Linked DNA regions of Pan troglodytes: region 2 is linked to region 1. A link is a contact called in public Hi-C data. All regions are on one chromosome and are shown on one strand. The core of a region is the stretch at or near the end of the contact, and the rest is flanking DNA. Distances in the headings are between cores, read along the strand shown. Region 1 holds the start of TBL1XR1 (TBL1X/Y related 1). Region 2 overlaps LOC129143556 (a long non-coding RNA gene).

What was found. Hi-C and Micro-C count contacts between places; a contact is called where the count stands out from the background.
Region 2: a contact with region 1 is called in a Hi-C map of stem cell-derived neural progenitor cells, with 4 times the contacts expected there. The contact joins the enhancer-like site here to the promoter of TBL1XR1 in region 1. A contact is called at or near these places in 1 of 7 Hi-C or Micro-C datasets (stem cell-derived neural progenitor cells), 1 of 1 datasets of contacts at active chromatin or transcription factors (stem cell-derived excitatory neurons) and 1 of 1 other capture datasets (stem cell-derived neural stem cells).

Annotation. Positions count from the first base shown.
Region 1 is chr2:180,394,233-180,401,653 of NHGRI_mPanTro3-v2.0_pri, reverse strand. It overlaps TBL1XR1 (TBL1X/Y related 1), which reads left to right and starts at 5,767. Exons shown (of 15, transcript XM_016942314.4): 1 at 5,767-6,216.
Region 2 is chr2:180,786,676-180,794,224 of NHGRI_mPanTro3-v2.0_pri, reverse strand. The region is part of intron 2 of LOC129143556 (a long non-coding RNA gene); the gene reads right to left. Among named protein-coding and RNA genes, the nearest start is that of TBL1XR1, 390 kb to the right of the region's middle. Within about 2 kb of position 1,779, at least 9 of the 24 cell types and tissues checked have an H3K27ac peak or open chromatin away from gene starts, as enhancers often do. A contact at or near this core is called in stem cell-derived neural progenitor cells, where this site is marked.

The DNA.
Region 1 (7,421 bases), core at 4,518-7,017:
AGCTAATCTAGTGGGGACTTGGAGAACTTTTGTGTCTAGCTCAGGGATTGTAAACACACCAATCAGCACCCTGTCAAAATGGACCAATCAGAGCTCTGTAAAACAGACCAATCAGCTCTCTATAAAATGGACCAATCAGCAGGCTATGGGTGGGGCCAGATGAGGGAATAAAAGTAGGCTGCCGGAGACAGCAGTGGCAACCTGTTTGGGTCCCCTTCCACACTGTGGAAGCTTTGTTCTTTGGCTCCTTGCAGTAAATCTTGCTGCTGCTCACTGTTTGGGTCTGCACTACCTTTATGAGCTGTAACACTCACCATGAAGGTCTGCAGCTTCACTTCTGAGGCCAAGGAGACCACGAACCCACCAGAAGGAAGAAACTCCAAACACGTCTGAACATCAGAAGGAACAAACTCTGGACACAGCACCTTTAAGAACTGTAACACTCACCGTGAGGGTCCACGACTTCATTCTTGAAGTCAGCAGGACCAAGAACCCACCAATTTTGGACACAAATACCACTGCACTAGAGTCTGGGTGACAGAAAAAGACTCTGCCTAAAACACAATACAATAAAATAACATATATGCCCATTATCCCACTTTATTTTATTTAAGCTTGGTTGTCTTTTACCTGCCTTCCTAGAAGCTAGGTGTGGTCATAAGACCAAGCACTGGCTAATGGAATATTAGAGGAAGTGATAAATGCAACTGCCAGGATGTGTCCTGAAAGGAAAGGCCTAGCCCTCTATTTCTTCTGTTTTCTTTTCCAATGGCTGGAATTTGAAAATGATAGCAGGAGCAAGAAAAACCATTTTAGACCAGTGGATGGAAGATATATGTTGAGATAGAACAATCTGGGTCTTTGACATCTTACTCCAGAATGACAGTCACATAAGATAATACACTTTCATCTTGTTTAAGCCATTTTTACATTCCTTTTTTTTTTTAACAGTGGTCAAACAATAGCCTAATACATACTTTTTGAAAGTCTGTCTGTACTCCCAACCCTCACCCAACGTGGGACTGGAATGTAAGCCCTGTGAAGAGTAGGGGCTGTTTTTGGTTTACTGAGACAGTGCCTGGCACACTAAACATTCAATAAACATTGAATGAATGAATAGCAAAACCATCAATATAATACTAGGCCTTGAGTGCTTCCTTGAGAAAGTATGTGGCTGGTCAGTATAAGTAAGTGATTGTACAGCAACATGCTGTGTGTGTGGCTGGTTTTCTGTTTTGACTGAATCACAATTGCAGGATACAACCTGCTATTTTCATTATCTGAGAGGCATAAATCCTTGTAAGATAGTTGTATGTTTCTTTTGTAATTTAAATGAAGACTCTCAAGTAAAGTTTATTGTTGTAATGAAATTGGGTCATAGAAGCATGGAAAACTGTGACAAGGTTCACACTGATGAGGAAAGGTCACAAGCAACACGCTATGCACTGAAGGAGAAAAGCAGCTTGTGTACTGAGATCTTGAGATGTGTGGTTGGCATGTGCCTCATCTCGGAAGAACCACAAAGAATTGCACAAGGTAAGTCAAAATGAAACGGAAACATCACAGAGTATCAGCAAGACGCCTGGGGGTGAATGCTACAGACGTAAAGCCACTGAATTCCAGGGTGAGTAAATAATATAAAATGAGTTATAGCACTAGGAGAATATTTTTGGTATCAAATGTCTTTTTTATACAATTAAGTTTGTTTTGAATACTTTATGTAGATGAGCTAATGTAAACAATTTAAAACATCATGATGATTTAAAAATATATATAGTAATGAGACCCTGTAGTCCTGGGATTGAACCAGTTTAAATTTAAAATGTTCCATGTCTTTAGCGATGAAAGTTGCAAATGTGTAGGCTATCTTGCCATGCCACACTCCTCTCGGAAAAATATTACTGAAATAAAACAAGTCAGGATTTGTTTTTTTTTTTTTTTTTGAGATGTAATCTCGCTCTGTCACCCGCCCAGGCTGGAGTGCAATGGCAAGATCTCGGCTCACTGCAACCTCCGCCTCTCGGTTTCAAGCCATTCTTCTGCCTCAGCCTCCTGAGTAGCTGGGATTACAGGCATGTGCCACCACGCTCAGCTAATTTTTGAATTTTTAGTAGAGACGGGGTTTCACCATGTTGGTCAGGCTGGTCTCGAACTCCCGACCTCGTGATCCACCCGCCTTGGCCTCCCAAAGTGCTGGGATTACAGGCGTGAGCCACTGCACCCGGCAAAACAAGTCAGGATTTGTTTAGCCATTTTACAATATATAGTAACTTCTGATAACAGTTACTGGTATGAGGTTTCTCTTCATTGAGTAATTAGCTAGAAAATTCAAGAGAGAACTTTTTTTTTTTGAGACGGAGTCTCACTCTGTCGCCTAGGCTGGAGTGCAGTGGCACTATCTCGGCTCACTGCAACCTCCGCCTCCAGGGTTCAAGCGATTCTCCTGCCTCAGCCTCCCAAGTAGGTGCGATTACAGGCACCTGCCACCACGCCCGACTAATATTTTGTATTTTTAGTACAGACGAGGTTTCACCATGTTGGCCAGGCTGGTCTTGAACTCCCGACCTCAAGTGATCTGCCCACCTCAGCCTCCCAAAATGCTAGGGTTACAGGCGTGAACCACCACACCCAGCGGAGAACTTAATGTGTTCCTTTGCTTTACAATTTCTTAGTAATACAGTAATATCTCCTTTCTAGAAACACATTAACATTTAATTCAAAGTGTAATGGGAGTGTTAGATTAGGACAAAGTACTGAATATTAGTAACAATAGTTCCTTCTTTGTCCTTTCCTCACCCAGTGAGTCTAATCATTGCTTGTATTTTGGTGCAGCCCTGATCCTTTATGCTGGATATGTTGGGACAGCTAGAGGGCGAGGCGACAATACATATGACCTTTGAGTGATGGTTTATTTCTCTGAGTATTTAATGTTGAAGCCACACTGTTGTTTCAGATAGTTTCCAGAATATAAAAATCAAAGGGATCAAAATATGATCTGATTTAAAACCCCCTTTGCTGGAAGAATCAAGGCCTTTCCACATTTGGGTGCCCCTATTTTTGTTTGTTTGTTTGTTTAAAAACACTCCAGGTTGCCGGGCACAGTGGCTCACGCCTGTAATCCCAACACTTTGGGAGGCTGAGGCAGGCAGATGACTTGAGGTCGGGAGTTTGAGACGAGCCTGACCAACATGGAGAAACCCCATCTCTACTAAAAATACAAAATTAGCCAGGCGTGGTGGTGCATGCCTGTAATCCCAACTACTCGGGAGGCTGAGACAGGAGAATCGCTTGAACCTGGGAGGCAGAGCTGAGATTCCGCCATTGCACTCTAGCCTGGGCGACAAGAGCGAAACTCCACCTAAAAAAAAAAAAAATGTACTCCTGCTCTCTGCTCTCTCTTCAATTAGTATGATCCAACAGTGGTGAGTAAAGTACATTTTACTGCAACGGATTTGTAAGTCCCCAGCCTCGATGATCTTCATATTTAAATGCAGTCATTTACGCACAGAAATGTCTTGTAAACTACAGGGATATAAACAAATGCATGGATTATTATCATTGTGAGGAGGCTCAACTAACACTGAACAACTTTAGGAGGCAGCTTGGTGTAGGGTATAAGAACTTCAGGCTGGAAGACCTGATCCTATGAACCTGCAGGAGGGTGTCTCCTCCCTTGTGGAATAAGGGATAGAAGTCATTTAGGGGAAGGAGAAGGGGTGGGGTGGGCAGCTTTGAATATGACGCTTTAAGAACTGGTATGGTTGAGAAGTCCTCACTCACTGAAAGTGGGGTTTGATTTTACAGTCACTGCTGTATGGAGAAGACCCGCCCGTGGTGGCACAATATGAAACTTAAAAAATAATCTAAGCCAATAGATATGTTTCATTGAGTGGCTCCACCGAGATAGTTTACTTACTGAAGACAGGGTATGTTTAGTGATATCTACGTCATTTATCAACTCAAAAAAAAAAAAGGAAGATACTATATACTCTTTTCAATTCTGAAATAAAGTCTTCTGAAAGGTGTTAGTTCTGAGGTAAACAAGCCTCAGCTTTAGAATCCTATTGAAATGCAAAACTTGCTTTGTGCGGTTTCCCTGTACACTCTGCATAGTGTTTTGGAAACCTGCAGTTATCTAAATTCCCATCGGGTGACATTGTTTAATCCAACATTCCCACTTTCATACATGAAAATAGCTCTAAGGACATACGACTAATATGCTTTGAACTCTCTGGTGGTTGGAAGGGAGTTTCCAATCCCACTCCCTTTCCTCTGATGGTTTTCCTGCTCCCTGCCCCACTAGGTCATTCAGGAAAGGCCTCTGGCAGCTCCCCCAAGCAAGGGCTCAGGGGGGAAAGAGACATTGACCTTGGCCAAGAAAGCATCTGTCTAATTACTGAACTTATTAGGCCACCAGGAGTCCAGACTGGTGCAAGTTACGACTAATGTGTGTGTGTGTGTGTGTGTGTGTGTGTGTGTCGCAAAACTTCAGGCTTCTGACATTGAGAGGAAATGATGGTTGCTTTAAAGTGATCACTACATCTATTTTCAAATATTCTGATGAAAGTAGGAAAACAGAACCCTTCACCTTTAAGAAAGCTGCAAACATTATTTTGCTTTGAAGGCAGTAATAACCGAAATAACAAAAAGGTTTCAAGTCGTATCTTAATGTAAAAGGGTGGCTGCTTCTCCAGTCCTGAGCTTATACAAAGCTCTAAAAACCACCCTACCCCATCTTTCTGAAAGTCTTAGCAAGATTACCACCCCATTTGCTTTAAAACCTGTGAGGTGCCTCCCTTCTTTAAAAACAACCCTCCCTCAACCATACTGCCACATTATCACTCATCTAAGTTATACTTTATAAACCGCCTTGCTGTGCTTCACACATGCAAAAAGTACACAAAGTGGATAAACTTCTACTGTGGATGCCACCGTGGAGGTATATATTTAGTAAACATTTAGTTACATTATTTTATTTTTGTGAAGTAAGAACTGATCGAGCAAACCTTTCAAACAGACCCACCAGATGATAAATACCACCATATGCTTGATTCACAGTACATTTGGGCATAAATACTTCAATTACAGCTTTGTGTTTAGTATCAAAAACCTTTTCTTGTGTGCGTGTGTTTTCTCTCCAGATCCCGTGCTCTGGATCACATTTTGAAAGTCGCTTATTACAGATAAAGCACCTTTCCAGGTACGCTTCGGAGAACCATATGTATTTACGCACACAAAGGTGTTCACAGAGATTTTCACAAACAAATGTCCATATGATGCCGCGCCGCACTCCCCCACATGCCCGCCGCGTGTGCGCCCAGCCCCCAACGCCGCCGGGCCGCCCCCCGGACACGCGGGAGCCCGCGGCGTCCTTGGGAAACTTCGCCGGCGGCTCCACCCCGGCCACCGCGCGGGCCTCCCCGCCCCCACCCGTCTCGGGCCCAGCGGCCCACACCCGAGCACACCCAGGCCGGCCCGCGGCGGTGGGGGCGGGGCGGGCGGCCCGGGGCCCCGAGGCGCCTTCGAGTGCCCGCGGGGCTCGCCTGATTTTTAAAAGAATGCGCCGCACAGCCCAGCCCCCAGTGCCGCCAGAGCGGGCCGGGAGGGAGAGGAGCGCGGCCGCTGGAGCCCCCCCGCCGCGCCGCCGCCGCCTCCCGGCGTCCGCGGCGCCCCTCCCCCGCCGGCCCCTCCCCCGCGCGCCCGCCCGCCCGCCCGGCGCAGGCCGCTCGGGTTTGTTTTGCTGCGCGGCCGCCGCCGCCGCCGCCGCCGCCGCGGGCCTCGCGAGCTCATTTGTGCCTGGCTGGTCCCCATTCCTCTCTCCCCAGTGTTGAGTGTCTGAGCCGTTGGCTGCTCCGAACCGTTTGGCTCTTTCCCTTAGTAACAGCTTTTACCTTCTGCCTCAATTCCTCTCCCCGCTCGCGCCCTTCCCCCGCGCGCCGCCTCCCCCCGCCGCCGGCCGCGTGCGCCCCCGCCCCTCCCCCCGCGGCGGGAGCACCTCCGCTCGCCACCTGGGGACCCGCGCCGCGCTCCCCGCCCCCGCCCGCCCGGCGCCCATCCCCCGCGCCCTCCGCTCGCTGGGGTTATAATTGCCTCTCACCCCCCGGAGGGGTTATTTTGGGGGTGGTTGGAGGCGGTGGCGGCGGCGGCGAGGAGGGGAATTTCCTTGTGCCTCCATTCCCGGGAGGGGGGAGCGGCGTTGGAGGCCACCGTTTCCAGGTAAGCGCTGGGGGCCGGACCCTGGAGTGGGGGCGGCCGGGGGCCTGGGCGGGGGGCGCGGGCCAGAGGCGGCCGGGGGCGCTGGGCCGCGGGGGGGGATGGGCGCGAGTGGAACATGCATTTTTCAACTTGGCCCTTGGGGGAACTGGGCTTGCGTGGGGGAAGGGAAGGCAGGGAGGGCACTTGGGGCGCCCCCATCCCCCCGTTTTCCTCTCTCAGGTTTCTTTGAAATGCTCACGTGCCTGCCCACCCCCCTACCCTTTCCCGGTCTCGGGGGATCCTCACCCTAATTATGTTGTCCCCGAAAATGTGCACCTCGGCCTTCTCCCCCTCTTCCTCCCTTCGTGCATTTACACCCCCTTTTTGTGCGTGTGTGTTTGAGGGAGGGAGGCTTTCAGGAAAGGATTTGCAGCAAATTGAATCAAGGAGCCATCATGAGGCCGACTCCTTTATAGCCTATTTTTAGCAGAGGAGAAGGAGCTTTTCGGTGCATGCTATTTTGTGAAACCTCGGGCGGCAATGGAAATCTCCCCTCCCCGGGCGCGTCCCCGGCCCGGGCGCGGCGACCCCGGCCGGCGTGCTAGGGGCTGCGGGCGGCTGTTGGGGCCGCGCGTCCGGGGCGGGGGCGCCGGCCGGGGGAGGGGCGCGCGGCAGCCGGGCCTTGCTCCGGGACGTGTTTATTTGTAACTTAGTGCTTTTTATCGTCTTAAGGAGGTATTCGGTGGAGGCTCTTTGAAGTTGGGTTCAGGAGTGTAGAATTGGCAAAGTTATTGCCAGCTTCCTGGTAAGTTTTGGGTGGCACAGAGTCACGTTATTTTCTGACAGTGTAAAGGCCACGTTGTGAGGGTGGTTTCTCGGTAACTTCCTCTTTGCAACCGATGTAATTTTTTGAACAGAAGCAGACTTTTATTTAAGTGGAATATTAATCTTAAATGGCAGCTCGAGGGAAGCCATGCATGTGTTAACGTGTTCAGTATTTTTGGAAGTTCTTAATTTGCTGAAACAGGCATCACTTCGCAGTGGCAACCGGGATTAAATTTAGGTTGTGAAAATGGTGTATTTCATGTAAAATTTGGGTTGTGGCTTTTAAAAAATGCTCTCTTTGTTAGGTTATCTAAGTGTCTCTAAGATAATTTGGTGATTACAAATGAGAAATGTTGGAAACTAGTTAAAAATTAGGTGTTCTCAATGTCTGGAGTTTACTT
Region 2 (7,549 bases), core at 530-3,029, 400 kb before region 1:
TGGACCCCCAACCCCACCCTTCCTTCCTCTTGCTCCATTCTTTCCCACACCCTTTCCACTTCTGCCCTTTGCTTGTATCACAGCTTCACTTGTCAAGGTTCTTATATGAAGATCTATTGTGTCATTTTAAAGATTTGTAAGGGCCCACATTGCTAAAACATAAAACGAACAAGAACTGACTTGTGTGCATAGAATAGGTCTCTTTCCTCAGAAAAGGAAGTGGCTTGGGAAAAAAAAATCCACAGGGTAGTTTCCAATATCACTACATTCTGGAAGTCAAGCTACAGGAAGTAAGTTGGATGCTTACTTAATAGCCCTCACCAACAATGGTTTCTGGGACCAAAATGAATAGCACTTTTTGTTTTATTTTGCTTCTACCTTACTTTATACTAATTATATGAAGTGGGTTTTTCAATGTACTCTCTGCTTTTACATTCTGTCATCAGCTCACTTCCTCCCTCCCCTCTGCTTCCACCAGTTGGGGAAAAGTCTCTCATACATGATTATTGGCAAAGTGTTCCCACAAGTCATTAATTGAATCCTATTTCCCATAATAGCCATAGTACAAATTATTTTACATATCCAATTGCAAAATAGATGGCCCTGAATTTGTTTTTAAGACACTCATGTTATACAACTCAACTAGTATGGATGGAAGAAATCTAGTCTTTAGCATTATATATTGGTGTCCTACTTCGTCAGGATCAAATTGATAAATATGAGAAAATTAAGCTAGGCGCTAAGTTTCGTGAGGGTATGGACCATTTCTCGCCACCCACCCCAATGCCTAACACAGTCCTGGCATGTGGATGGCATCAATAACATTTGAACTAAAATGTAATCGAATTGAATAGAAGTTTAATGATATCGCCAAGCTTAATTAGGCTGCAGCACTGTAAAAAAAAAAAAAAAAAAACTGGATCCTAAATAGACTAGTAGGTTCAGAAAACCCTGTCTGGTGGGTATCCGTCTGCACAGCATAAACAGACTGCTGCATTGACTGGAGAGAAAATAGGGAGGTAGGAATTTGCCTATGCAAAGCCAAGAAGCTGGCACTTTCCACCATTGGGTATGCAACCTGGTGAAATTTGGCAGTCAGTCTTAGCCAAAGGGGAAAGAAGCCACTCTGTCTTTAAGGACAGGCTTTCTGGAGAGACCTGCTTTCAAAAATCTCAAGGCCGTGACAAGTCACCACAAATCCGTCCTTTGCTAAACTGACTCTAAAGTGAAGCAACTGACTCCCTTCTGTGTTCCAAAAGCTTTTGCATATTCAAGAGTCTTTTTTATACAGTAGCTCCAGAAAGACCTTTTTGAGTTTTTTTTTTTCTTTTTTTCCATTTTAAACATCTTTTGTCTGGCAAATAAAGTCATCCTTCATCATTTTAATGTGTAAAACATTTCCAGCCAAAATGTGATTGAACTGTGCCAGATCAAAGGTTATAATGCAATTTTTCCAAGTCAGTAGGAAAATAGAATGTTAAGTATGAGAAACATTCTGAGACAGCAGGGGTGAAATGTAGTTCCCTCTCCACTGTGAACAGGGTAAGAGAAGATGAAAACCCAGGAAAAACAATTCAGCAAAAAAACAAGAACATTCAAAAGCCCAGAAGAGAATTCTGAAGTGCGGAGAAGACCTGGAGAATGTCATATTAACGATGAGTGGCAACTGAAAAAAAAGAAGAAAACCTTTCAGGAAGTAGAGGATACACGAAGTCAACAGGAAATGAACTGTGGGTTATTTAAGGTTATCTGAGAGCTAAATGTGCCCTAAGTGTGACCCAGTAAAGGAGGAAAGGTCTCTATAGAGATGCTAAGAGGTTGTCTGCTGGATGCATTACAGTGGGTATTAGACTTCTGGTTGTTTTTTTTTTAATCAATATGTGATCCAAGAATCACATCAAAGAAGGCCTCTCCTCCAAGCCCCATAAGCCAAACATAGGCTGCCTACGTTTGAAAGACCTGTACATACACAGATCCCATCCCTCAACTGCCTCCGTGTGTTTTTAATGGACTCTTCACAAGCCTAAACTGGCTATGTTCCAGCCATGAAGCATGAGGCTGGAGAACAGCTTTTTTGTCTTCACCAGCCAAGCATTCACTTCCTGTGAAGCCAGATAGATAATGAGAGGGAAACAAAACCGCGTTGCAGGGTCATCAGTCCAGCCTTGCCGCTTCTAAACAGAAATATATGTAGTGAATCAAAAAAGGCTTGTCTGAATGTGCCTTGGTCGAAGCACTGAGAGTCTACCTAGAGCATTCAGCAATGTCTGGAGCATTTCTGGAAGCCATCCACAGGAAACTGAAGCCACCGCATTGATTTCATAAGGATTCATTCTCCCCAGGCTGCTGGGTTTAAAATGGGCTGAGTGAGCCAGAGTACAAATTCAAATTTGCTTAGGCAACACCGAATCCTGCTAGATTGTAACCCTCTGCTGCCAGACTTCTGGAAAACTGCTTAAATTATGGCCCTAATGTCTCTTGTCAGAAAACAAATGGATAAAGTCTTCTCCCACTTCCTGGGAAGAAACCAGTAAGCTGGGATAGCTTGGAGCACACTGGAACATTGCAAACCACAAATGTCTAAATTACCCAGCCAGGTGAGTCCATCCAGTTCTGGTCTGAAATGTGCCCTGAAGCAATACAGACATGCAGAACAGAGTTGCCCTGGCATAGTCAGCAGCGTGGAAAGCTGTGTGATTAAAGCCAAGGGATGTGCATGGGAGTTGTATGAGTGAGCAGAAGGAGGTATAGCTTTTGATACAATCTTCCTCCTTTGGGATGGAACACTTACACCTCTGGTTTTCATTTGCAAAGAGAAAAAAAAAGCAAAAGAATAAACAACAGAAAATATGACTTTGGATGCTTCTGCCAACATCTGAGTAAACCTTTAAGGAGATTCCAGGCAATAGAACTTGGCACTGTGCTTCACAAGTTGGTGTAAAATAACTGGTGCCAAATGCTAAAAGGGAATATCCTTATGACTCTGCATGAAAACTCTGGCAAAGCCCACTCCCTTGCAAAAGGGTCTTCCATGATGCTTTTGCCACAGAAATCCAGTATAATTCCACAGCACTGGGGTCTGGCACCTTTTCCTGGCATGACTCCTTGCTGTACGTATATGTGTATATCCAAGCATCTATGCTTAATGAGCATGCACTCAAATTCTATCTGGCTCACCTAGTTAACAAGGTTTGGGCAGTCAGGAATATGTTGGGGCAATCACAGCATGGTTTTAAGATAAAAGGAAGGTGTTCTCTTCCTGGAAAGACTCCAGCAGTCCACAACCTAGACAAAGCCACGTCTGAGGCAGAGCCTGTGACCTGTGAATGTGACCAGTTCCCCAGAGTTTCTGGAGGACTTCACTGTAGTCTCCTTCAGCAAGTGAATTGCTCCCAGTCCCACCTCAAGCAAGTTGACACTGAACAGCAAATCTGCCCTATATTCAGCTGAAAATTCATGTTGGTTTGAAAGCCAAGAGGAGGGGATAAAACCTCTTGATGAAGCTAATAGGAGGGGTTTACATAAAGACGCAAATACAGTTGAGAATAATCTCCAAATTGGAGGTGGGGTTATGATTGGTCCTCATCTCTAGAGATATAGACAAAATCATTGCTACTTTAATTATTCATCGACATAACACAGGGATCAGTCACTACGGTTTAATAAGAGAAATTGTATTCTAGCGCCACTGACCTCAAGGAGCTTACAACAGTCATCATAAGCAATACTTGTAGAGGTGTTTGACATTTTACAAAATGCTTGTTGCGTGTATCAGTGCAGAGATATGTAAGAGAAACATAACCTAAATGAGAATAAAAGAGTCATTATAAACTGGTGTATAATAATACATCAAATGACTAGTACTAAGGGTCATCACTGGGATATCAGAGGAGAAAATGGCTGCTTCGACCAACCAAAGGATGATTGGGAATGGAAAGTTTATGAGATGGGAGATTTGAAAGAGGAAAAACATTCTTACCAGAGAAGATAAACATCTTTTTTTTCTGTCAGATAACAAACTATATTTTGAACCTTTCTATGTTGTAGGCACTGTGCCAGGTGCTGGATTTATAACCACAAAAACAGAGAGGCAGAATGTCTGCATTTCCAGTGGGCAAGACAGACAATGTGTAAGTAAACAAGTAAATAAACAAGAGAATCAGATAATGCAATAAGTGCCGTGAAGGAAATAAATGGTGATGTGACAGGTCTTTTTTTTTTTTTTTTAGTTCTCTATTGTGCACGTAGCAAGTGCTCAGTTAGTTCAATCTTATTAAACATGTGGTAACACAAAACTGCATAATACTTCAAAATAAAAGCTCCAATGACAATTTCACCAACTCCTCTGCAGTTGGAAATCCACCAAGTGTAAATTAACTTTGGCCTGCTGGTTATCCTCAAAACAGCAATTGCATGCCTCCTTCACTCAGTGTTCTGGGCCAAACATACAATCAAAGTAGAACAAAATAATGAGGGTAGAAGAGTCAAATGATGTATGAAAATGAATAAAATATTGTTATAATATTCAGAGGCAAATTTATGATTTATATAGAAAATTTCTAATATATTCGCTAGTCATGACTTTGAAAAGGCAGAAGATGATGTGAGGAAGGCAACCAAAGATTGTCTTCCTGAAAACAGAATGCAACTTCTTCAAAGATGAAAATTATAGTTATAGAATTGGATACACAGTGCCAAGAAAACAACTTGATTGCTCCCTTGTCACTGACTGGTTAAATAAAACAATTTTATTTCCATTGTATGATTGCAGTCTTAGTCTGAGGCACACTGTTCCACGTTTAGTCTGATGTTTGACCCCTGTGAAAGAAGCAGAAATTCGTCAACTGAGGCAAGATGTGTTAACAGGGATAACAGTGTGAAAAATATTAAAGCGCCTTCTCTCCAGGCTTAGTGAGACTTTCTCCTGCACCAGTGGTGAGGAGAGTGTTACAAAGGGAAAGCAAAGAGAAAAAACAAAATAATATTCAGCTTCTGATATTCAAATAACATTTTTCAGCAAATAGGCGCAAAAGCAGGCTATGTCAAGAACTAGAGAGAGCATATTCTATAATTTTGCAGAATATCAAAAAGCAAGCCTAAGGAACTCACATCATATTGTATCTTCTATAGTCAGAAAATATACTCCTTTGATCTATTGATAACTAGGCCCTGAGCCTAGTATGATATAGAAGCAGAAAAATCCTAAAGCCCTTTCTTACTGTCCTTCGACATACCAGGAGGGCTGTCTGCTCCCTTGCTGGCTAAATGAAAGCAATGCAGCAGAGAACTCCAAGGAAGCCCTAAGGTATCACTGTGGAATAAAACTTTCTATGATGATGTGACAAAGATTCTTTGCTGAACAAACTTAGACTCCTGAACCTTCTCCTAGGCCTATCTGTGCATTTCCTTGTAAAATCCAGCTTTCGCGAGAGCATGAACAAATCAGTTTGGCAAGACCTCCCCACCCTCAACATCTGATCACGTGTCTCATCCTCCATGATGCCACAGGTAATATCTGATAACACCGGCTGTCTTCAGCAAGAATCCTTTTAGTTAGGCTTAGCCAGAACCCCCCTTACCCTGATGTTGCCTTTTACTAATTTTCCATCCGCTGACCCACACCCTGTTTCTCGGCTATAAATCCCTACTTACTCATGCTGTATTCACAGTTGAACTCAATCTCTCTCTGAGTGCAAGACCCCATTGCCACGGTCCTTTTACCCATGACAATGACCCTGCATAATGTCTTCCTTATCATGCTTTTAAAATTGTCATTGAATAATTTTTTTCTTTAACAGATAGACACTTTTTATATTTGTGCTATTCAATGTAGCAAATTACTAGACACATGTGGCTGACAAGCACTTAAGGTGTGACTAGGAAGTGAAGTTTAATATTTTATTTTAATTAACTTAAATTTCAAAAGCCCCATGTTGCTAGTGACCATACGGGAGAGCACAGCCCTAGGGGATGACAAAGTCCCATGATGAAAGAGATCTAGATTAAATCACTATTTGGAAGGGAGCCACAAAAAAAAAAAAAAACAAAAAAAAAAACACCATGATGCCCACCAGACATTGGTGAGAGCAAGACATAAATATTTATTGTTCTAAGGTTTAGGAGGCTGTAACAGCAGGTAGTTTTAATTAATACTGATAGGTACTCTTACTTTAACCATTTTATCCACACGGAAACTGGGACACACACAGAAGTTAAGTAACTAGACCAGGCGCGGTGGCTCATGCCTGTAATCCCAGCACTTTAGGAGGCCGAGGCAGGCAGATCATCTGAGGTCAGGAGTTCGAGACCAGCCTGACCAAAATGGAGAAATCCCGTCTCTACTGAAAATACAAAATTAGCCGAGCATCGTGGTGCATGCCTGTAATCCCAGTTACTCGGGAGGCTGAGGCAGGAGAATCACTTGAACCCGGGAGGTGGAGGTTGCTGTAAGCCGAGATCGCACCATTGCACTCTACCCTGGGCAACAAAAGTGAAACTCCATCTCAAAAAAAAAAAAAAAAAGAAGTTAAGTAACTAGCCCAAAGTCACATGGCTACTAAGTAGTGGGATAAGAATAGAGCCGGGCAGTCTGGCTAGAGAGCGGTGCCTGTGAGCAAAAGAAAAGGCATAGTTTATGATCCGGGCATCATTACCTCACATTAAAATATATATTTGTAAATCTGCTAAATTATATAATCCCTTTCCCATGTGGCTCACAAGGAATCAAATCCTTAGCCTTACCAATTACAAAAGCGGGCATGCGCATTTCTCACCCACATCAAACCTGCTGTCTGGTTTCTCTGGAAATGACAAGACACTCTGCCATAGGAACACAATGAAAAGTGAGTCAGTTGTGCCCAGACTGAAGGAACGAGAAGTTCTGTAAATATGAAACAGATGGGATTTCCGGAGCTGTTCTCATGCATTTTGGCAGTTTTCCGATGAGCTAGGTTTTTAAAATCCATTTGATTTTTCACGAGGATCTGAGTTGATTTGAACTGATAACAATTGCCTCCAGTCTTGCTCATCCACACTATCCTTCATATTAGGTGGGTGCAAAAATAATTGCAGTTTTTGCCATTACTTTCAATGGATATACTCATAAAATAATGGATATTCTCATCTCCCCTTTGAGCAGCTGTAATTTAGCCTGATGGCCTCAGCTGATGCACTGACTTATAAATTAGGCTTGCAGAAGACTCTAGGATCTTCCTTCCCTGAGGTCTCTTCAGTACTTACGTACTCAGTTTACAATATGATAATATGCTCCCACGTAGACAATGTTTGTAAACATTCTTATGTATACAGCTCACAATAAAGCAGGTACTGTTTATTGAGCATCAACTTTGCATGAAGCAATTTATCTATATCCTCTTACATAATTCCTAACAAAATGGGAAATAACATCATTATCCACTATTTAATACTAACAGCAAATGGTTGTATAGTCTTTCAATGAACCAGGTATCTTTCCAAGTTAGTTAAGTCATAGCTCAGTCTTCACGAAAATAAGAAAAGTACTATAATCATTATCACTATTTCACAGATT